Regions from separate parts of the Sus scrofa genome. Here all the other regions are linked to region 1. A link is a contact called in public HiChIP or PLAC-seq data. All regions are on one chromosome and are shown on one strand. Each heading gives the region's core, a stretch centred on a gene start, on an enhancer-like site or on the middle of the called end of the contact. The rest is flanking DNA. Distances are from core to core; before and after follow the strand shown. Region 1 has its middle 7.4 kb from the start of SPSB1. Region 2 has its middle 52 kb from the start of SLC25A33. Region 3 overlaps GPR157 (G-protein coupled receptor 157).

Region 1 (2,566 bases), core at 41-2,540:
AGGGGTCTAATCGGAGCTGTAGCCGCCGGCCTACACCAGAGCCACAGCAACATGGGATCCAAGCCACGTCTACGACCTATACCACAGTTCACGGCAACGCCAGATCCTTAACCGACTGAGCAAGGCCAGGGATCGAACCCACAACCTCATAGTTCCTAGTGGGATTTGTTAACCACTGCGCCACGACAGGAACTCCTGCAGTCGGATCCTTAAACCACAGCACCACAGTGGGAACTCCAGCTGCCGCATTCATTAGGTATGTATTTCTTGGGAGTGAGCTGTACGCCCCATGTTGTGCGGGGAGCTTCTAAGGTTAGCTCTGATCCCACAGGGGAGCTATTTGGAGAGTGAGATGAATCTGTCCTCATTCTGTCTCACTCTTGGAAAAATGCCTCCGAGACCTTAGAGTATCAGTCCCTCCACCCTCTGTACAAAACCTGGCACTTTCTGGCTGGGAATTATTTTGGGTTTTTTTGTTGTTGTTGTCTTTTGTCTTTTTAGGGCTGCACCTGCGTCATATGGAAGTTCCCAGGCTAGGGGTCTAATTGGAGCTGTTGCTGCCTGCCTACGCCACAGCCACAGCAACACAGGATCCGAGCTGCAAATTCGACCTACACCACAGCTCATGGTAACGCCGGATCCTTAACCCACTGAGCAAGACCAGGGATCGAACCCGTAACCTCATGGTTCCTAGTCGGATTTGTTTCCACTGTGCCACGACGGGAAGTCCTGGCTGGGAAGTGGTGATGCTGGTTCTGGGTGGGCTTCTTCCTCTCTGGGGATGTCTTGAGTATTTCTCTCTAGGAGAGATCATGTTAGAAGAAGAAAGAGTTATAGGATGATTGTTGATGGGGGGGGTGTGTGTGTGTATGTACACACCTATCACACACACACATATATATGTATTTGTTTGTTTGTTTTTTGCTTTTTTCAGGGCCACACCTGCAGCATGTGGAAGTGCCCACACCAGGGATCAAATCGGAGCTGCACCTGCTGGCCTACACCACAGCTCACGGCAACGCAGGATCCTTCACCCACTGAGCGAGGCCAGGAATGGAACCCTCATCCTCATGGGTACTAGTCGGGCTCATAACCTCTGAGCCACAATGGGATCTCCAACAGAGGTATTTTTTAAAAAGTTCACACATATAGAACGCTTACTGTATGTGCCAGGCAGGGTGCTCCAAGTGTTACATGCATCACTCACGCAAGCCTCCTCGGAGGTGGGCACCAGGGCTGGCTACGTTGCACGATGGGGAAGCTGAGACATCAAGTGGGAAGTTCATCACCCAGCGTTACTCAGCCACTAAGTGGCAGAGCCAAGATGTGAACCCAGAGTGACTCAGAAGTCCCAGCTCTGTGTGGGCCCAGGTCACGTTGACGCTGATGGCCTCGGGGCACCAGGAGCAGCACGTGGCAGAAAGAAGTGCTTCTGAGCCTCTGGAAGGGGTCAAAGACAGGACCACAGCCAAACAGGAGACCTGGGCGAGTCAGAGGCCAGCTGATGAGGATGCGTGTGGGCACCACCTCTAAGGAGTGGCCCTGCAGTCAGGTGGAGAGGGGGGCACCGGGCGGCCCTCCGCGGGTCACGTGCCCCTCACTCACTCCCAGCCCTGCCCACCCCGTCACCGCCTCTACCCTCACCCTGTGCCAGTGTGTCCTCCAAATGTTGGCCCACCCAGAACCTGTGCTCGTGACCTTAACCTGGAAATAGGTCCTTACAGGTGTCATCAAGGTGAGGTCATCCTGGGTAGGGGTGGGTCCTAATCCAATGGCAGGTGTCTCTAACTCCTCTTGGACACAGAGGAGAACATCACGTGGTGACACAGGCAGAGAACAGAGAGACACATTCAAAGAATGCCAGGGACCCGAGTTCCTGTTATGGCGCAGTGGTTAACGAATCCGACTAGGAACCATAAGGTTGTGGGTTCGATCCCTGGCCTTGCTCAGTCGGTTAAGGATCCGGCGTTGCCATGAACTGTGGTGTAGGTTGCAGACGCAGCTCGGATCCCGAGTTGCTGTGGCTGTGGCGTAGGCCGGCAGCTACAGCTCTGCTTAGACCCCTAGCCTGGGAACCTCCATATGCCGTGGGAGCGGCCCTAGAAAAGGCAAAAAAAAAAGACCAAAAAAAAAAAAGAAAGAATACCAAGGATGGAGTTCCCGCTGGGGCGCAATGGGATCGGCAGCATCTCTGGAACACCGGGAGGTAGGTTCCATACCTGGCCTGGCACACCGGGTTAAGGATCCAGTGTTGCCACAGCTACAGTGTAGGTCACAGCTACAGCTCGGACGTGATCCCTGGTCTAGAACTCTATATGCCTCGGTGTGGCCAAAAAAGAAAAAAATTAAGAATGCCAAGGATGCTAGGAGCCACTAAAGCTGGCCACAGAGGGAGCCCCCGGGAGTGGCCTCTCTCTTTCCCCACCACTCCAGGGGTCTCTCCCCACCCTCATGACACTGGACCTGTTTATGCCTCCCAGCACACAGCCAGCAGAGCCCTGCTCTGCCCCTGTTCTAGCCGTGGTGACAGACGGCCTGTTTCCATGTAACCTCCCAGACCCCCTCC
Region 2 (2,566 bases), core at 35-2,534, 170 kb before region 1:
GGGCCTTATAAACCCTTCATGCTGGGGTCTGGGCAGAGCCCAGAGCTGCCTTGGGGCTCTCCCAGAATGCGCATGCATGAGCTTCGGAGTCAATGGGAGTTTGAATCCAATCTCTCCTCCTCCGGTTGCCTGGCATCAGCTGGCTACGGTGGGACCAGGGCCTCTGGTCCCTGGACAGGGCACAGGGAGTGCTCTCTCTGGCTGAGCGGAGCTCTGGGCTCCTGCTCGAGCCGGGGACGAGCTCCACCCGCAGGTCCGATCTGAACGATGTTTCAGGGATTCTCAGGACATGCTTCTGGACCTGCCTGCATCCAGTCACCTGAGGTTCAGCATCCTGTGTCTCATGCAGACCCTGGCTCCACCTTCCCGACTAGCCGACTGGGTCAGACCCTCTGAGAGGGATTTTACAAAGTCCTTTTTGGGATTCGCTCATAAACTGAAGTTACAGAGTGACTGGAGGATGGGACCATGTTTTGCTCTTGAGAGCTGAGCATTTCCCTCCTGCCGGGACGTGCAGAGGAGGAATTCCCGCAGGTGCTGGGGCTCCGGCAAAAATGTTGCAGGGGGTGGAGTTCCTTTGCGATGCAGTGAGTTAAAGATGCGGCATGGACTCAGATCCCGAGGTGCTGTGGCCAGCAGCTCCAGCTCCAGTTTGACTCCTAGCCTGGGAACTTTTTTTTTTGTCTTTTTGTCTTTTCTAGGGCCGCTCCCGCGGCATATGGAGGTTCCCAGGCTAGGGGTCCAATCAGAGCTGTAGCCGCCGGCCTACGCCACAGCCACAGCAACGCGGGATTCGAGCCATGTCTGCCACCTACACCACAGCTCATGGTAACGCCGGATCGTTAACCCACTGAGCAAGGCCAGGGATCAAACCTGCAACCTCATGGTTCCTAGTCAGATTCGTTAACCACGGAGCCACGATGTGAACTCCTAGCCTGGGAACTTTCTTATGCCACGGCTGTAGCCCTAAAAAGCAAAAAATAAAAAAAAAAAAAAGGACATACAGTTAATATATGGTAAGGCCTTGATAAACATTCACCGTTATCCCTGTGCCTCCTTCCCCCGTAGGAGCCTCAGCAGTGGGTCCAGGGTGCACCCGGCCCCGCAGGTGCCCTGCCTCGCTGCTCAGCCTCCTGGCTTCCTGGGGCTGGTACCCGCCCCCTCCCCTGGCTCCGGGGGTGGGGGCTGGAACGGGAACAAGGAGGGGGCCAGAAGGGCAGGCCAAGGGTCAAGAATGTGAACCGCTATGAATCATGGCACGTGGGCCAGTGGCTGCCTGCTGACACATCACACCCCAGGCCAGGACAGCGGTGACCTCATCCTGGTGTCCAACACGCAGGGCCCCTCCCGGCACCGCCCGATGCTCCAACGTTGTCCAGAGGGAGCAGTCTGCACCCCACCCTTGCCCAAATGTGTGTGCTTTTCCCACCCCTGCGCACGCAGCAGGACAAGCCGATGGGCCGAGCCAAGCCGGGAGTGGAGGTTTATTATGTGGATGCTTTGGAATGGGCGAGGCAAACAGTTTCCACTGCCCTGCGGGCAGCAGCATCGTAAATCCTGGAAGAGGCATCGTGCATCTGCCACAGCTGCGTGGGGAGAGGGTGACAGGATGGGCTTCACGGGGACTCGTTGCCAGGGCTGGCGTCCCCTTCTCTCCCAGATGGGGAAACTGAGGCTCTGCGTGGCCAAGGACCTGCTGTGCACCTCCAAGTCCAAGAGCGGTCCTGCAGCAGAGCCCGGCATGGAACCGAGAATTTATCTCTGGTGAACTTCAGTTCACTTCCCAGACCTGGTCCTCCTTTTCTCAGCCACTGCTGCGAATCTCAGTTCCTCTGCTCCTGGGTCTGGGGTGTGCCCTGTGGAGTCAGAGCCGTGGGGTCCTGGGCTCTAGAAACAACAATTTTTTTTTTCTTTTTATGACTGCACCTGTGGCATATGGAGGTTCCCAGGCTAGGGGTTGAATCGGAGCTGCAGCTGCCCGCCTACACCACAGCTCACAGCAACACCGGATCCTTAACCCCCTGAGCAAGGCCAGGATGGAACCCAGATCCTCACAGGCAGTATCTCGGATTCTTAACCCAATGAGCCACAGCGGGAACTCCTAGAAACAACACCGAAGTTCTGAAAATGAGGGTTGTCTATCTTCTGCAGTGATTGGAGCTCCTAGAACTCCCTCCGTGCCCATCCCACCTTCAGAAAATTTTCCCCAGGTTCTGGATCTGGGTTCCTGGCCACCATTCTTTCAGCCAGACGGCTGTCAGCAAGAATTTTAGGAGAGTGGGTCCCTGAGTGTCCTGCGTACACGCAGCCCCTAACCTGTCCTCGGAGTCCCCGCAGGAGGGACCAACAGGCTTCCTGGCAGCTGAGCCAAGTCCTTGCCTGGGCTTTGCCTGGGCATCTGGAACAACTGGCAGGGCCACTTTGAGCTCCCCAAGGCTCCCGTGTGTTTATTTAACCGTCATAACTTGAAGCCAATATTTAAGCATCACCAAGGCAACAGCCCAAATCTCCCAGCCCTTGGCCCCCAGCCAGCCCCAAGGGGACAAGGGGAGGAGGGGACCAAGGA
Region 3 (2,566 bases), core at 50-2,549, 150 kb after region 1:
CCCAGACCTAGGCTTGTTGCAGTCCAAGCACTTAACCACCTGCCAAGGGGCCACGTAGCTTGTGTGTGTGGTTAAACCCACCCCGACAATTTAAAAGGCAGGGCTGGGTGAGGAGGCTGGTATGGGGACCACTGAGGGGGGCATGGCCCTAATCCCAGCTGTGTTGCTATTGCTGTAACCTCTAGAAAAGTCAGCCTGGCACTGCCTGAGATTGGGGGTCTGGTGGCCCTTGGGGTCCTCGCCAAGGCCTGTCCCTCCCCATAGAGCAAGGAGGCCTCAGGACTGGGGAGACATGTCTGCCCAGAGCCCCTCTTCCCTCTTTTGGTTCCTGTCGCAGGTGCGTGGAGCCTGGAATCCCCCACCCAGACAACTGCAAGCCTAGCATGTGCCCCCGCCAGACCCAGGCCGGCCCTGGAGGCCTGAGTGTTGGTGGGGTGCGTGGATGAGGCTTGCATGTGGGGGCTGGCGCACGCAGGCTGGTGCAAAGGCCCCTGGGTGCCGGAGGGAGCTGCCACCCCGGCCACAGCATCCTAGCACCAGTCTCCAGGGAGCCTGGCAGTTCTGGAAGCAAACCCGGCCTCTGAGGGGTTTGGGGGTCGGGTGAGGGTCTGGCCAGACAGGTGGTCAGCACGTCCCCTGTGTCCTCCTCCCTGGGCTCTGCAGGACCCCCTGCCCACCTTTTCTCCAGGGACACGGTCTGCTCCAGGCTCCGGAAGACCATCCTCCTTGCGGGCAGAGCGTCCTGGTCACTTCACCCTCACTGGCTGTGCCGGAGCCAGGCCTGACCTCACCGCCTCCATGTGCTCCTTACTCCTCAGCTGGGGGTCCCGCTGGCCATCACCATGGCAGCTGTGGCCCTAAAGAAGATTGGCTACGATGCCTCGGATGTGTCGGTGGGCTGGTGCTGGATCAACCTGGAGGCGGAGGACTACGTCCTGTGGATGCTACTGACCGGGAAGCTGTGGGAGATGCTGGCCTACATCATGCTGCCCCTGCTCTACCTTCTCGTCCGGAAGCACATCAGCAGAGCGGTAGGCACCCTTCGGGGCCCTGTGCAGAGCTCTGTGTGGCCACTGGGTCCTGGCATCGGGGTCAGCCACCCAGGTCGAGGAACAGGCCAGAGTGACAAAGGGTGACACTGAATTAGGAGCATGGTGGGCGGGTCCTGCCGTAACTGCGGGTGTGGGTCGAGGAAGCAGGGGTTCACCAAGGCTAGGGTGACAGTCTCCCCCAACTCGCCCGGCTCTGCATGCGCGCGGCTGTGGGATCCTGGAGGCTGAGCCACAGCGCTCTACTGCCCCCTCCTGGACAGACTGCTGTGGTCGCTTAACCCTGAGAGGAATGCAGGTGAAAGATGAGCAGTATTCAAATAAAAATTGAACTGGCATGTCCCGGGGAGGAGAGGCCATGGAATTTCATAATCACTGATACAGATAACTCACTTCATTATCTTTGGTGGTTCAACTATCCACGGTCGACTTTTCAGGCTCTCAAGCATTCGTAAATCAATACGCGGGGCTGGCCAGTGGTCTTGGAAACTAATAACAACTTGGGCTGGCCAGAACTTCTAGGAGAGGATGGTTTTCCTCTGATAATCTGGCCAAATTGTTTTTTGTTCTGGACAACCGGTTCAAGATGTCAAGTAAATGAAGTTAAAAATAATAGCTTACACATAGTGAGCACTGATTTTTAACACCATTAATTAATTAATTAAAAAAATTTTTTTTGTCTTTTGTCTTTTTAGGGCTGCACCCACGGCATATGGAAGTTCCCAGGCTAGGGGTCCAATCAGAGCTGGAACTGCCAGCCTACACCACAGCCATAGCAACTTGGGATCCGAGCCGCATCTGTGACCTACACCACAGCTCATGGCAATGCCAGATCCTTAACCCACTGAGAGAGCCCTGGGATGGAACTAGTTGGGTTCTTAACCTGCTGAGTCACCGCGGGAACATCCTTAGTGCGTTTTATTTTTTATTTTTTATTTTTTTATTTTTTGTCTTTTTTTTTTTGCCATTTCTTGGGCCGCTTCCATGGCATATGGAGGTTCCCAGGCTAGGGGTCAAATTGGAGCTGTAGCTGCCAGCCTACGCCAGAGCCACAGCAACGCAGGATCCGAGCCGAGTCTGCAATCTACACCACAGCTCATGGGCAACGCCGAATCGTTAACCCACTGAGCAAGGCCAGGGATCGAACCCTCAACCTCATGGTTCCTAGTCGGATTCGTTAACCACTGCGCCACGACGGGAACTCCCCTTAGTGCGTTTTAATTGAGCATCTCCTATGCAGTTCGAGTTTGTTCGTTTCTTTTTTTTCTTTCTTTTTTTTTTTTTTTTTGGCTTTTCTAGGGCCACTCCCTTGGCATATGGAGGTTCCCAGGCTAGGGGTTGAATCGGAGCTGTAGCCGCCGGCCCACGCCACAGCCACAGCAATGCAGGATCCGAGCTGCGTCTTCGACCTACACTACAGCTCACGGCAACGCTGGATCCTTAACCCACTGAGCGAGGCCAGGGATCGAACCTGCAACCTCATGGTTCCTAGTCGGATTCGTTAACCACTGAGCCGT

What was found. HiChIP or PLAC-seq counts read pairs in DNA pulled down with a chosen protein or histone mark.
Region 2: an H3K27ac HiChIP or PLAC-seq map of alveolar macrophages shows a contact between it and region 1. The contact joins two enhancer-like sites. A contact is called at or near these places in 2 of 5 promoter capture datasets (fetal skeletal muscle and liver), 23 of 47 Hi-C or Micro-C datasets (adipose tissue, blood, embryonic fibroblasts and 13 more) and 2 of 2 datasets of contacts at active chromatin or transcription factors (alveolar macrophages and skeletal muscle).
Region 3: an H3K27ac HiChIP or PLAC-seq map of alveolar macrophages shows a contact between it and region 1. The contact joins two enhancer-like sites. A contact is called at or near these places in 2 of 47 Hi-C or Micro-C datasets (embryonic fibroblasts and skeletal muscle) and 1 of 2 datasets of contacts at active chromatin or transcription factors (alveolar macrophages).

Annotation. Positions count from the first base shown.
Region 1 is chr6:69,711,830-69,714,395 of Sscrofa11.1, reverse strand. No RefSeq gene overlaps it. Among named protein-coding and RNA genes, the nearest start is that of SPSB1, 7.4 kb to the left of the region's middle. Within about 2 kb of position 1,290, at least 2 of the 83 cell types and tissues checked have an H3K27ac peak or open chromatin away from gene starts, as enhancers often do. A contact at or near this core is called in alveolar macrophages, where this site is marked.
Region 2 is chr6:69,881,924-69,884,489 of Sscrofa11.1, reverse strand. No RefSeq gene overlaps it. Among named protein-coding and RNA genes, the nearest start is that of SLC25A33, 52 kb to the left of the region's middle. Within about 2 kb of position 1,284, at least 17 of the 83 cell types and tissues checked have an H3K27ac peak or open chromatin away from gene starts, as enhancers often do. A contact at or near this core is called in alveolar macrophages, where this site is marked.
Region 3 is chr6:69,563,439-69,566,004 of Sscrofa11.1, reverse strand. It overlaps GPR157 (G-protein coupled receptor 157), which reads left to right. Exons shown (of 4, transcript XM_021095284.1): 2 at 819-1,031. Among named protein-coding and RNA genes, the nearest start is that of GPR157, 17 kb to the left of the region's middle. Within about 2 kb of position 1,299, at least 5 of the 83 cell types and tissues checked have an H3K27ac peak or open chromatin away from gene starts, as enhancers often do. A contact at or near this core is called in alveolar macrophages, where this site is marked.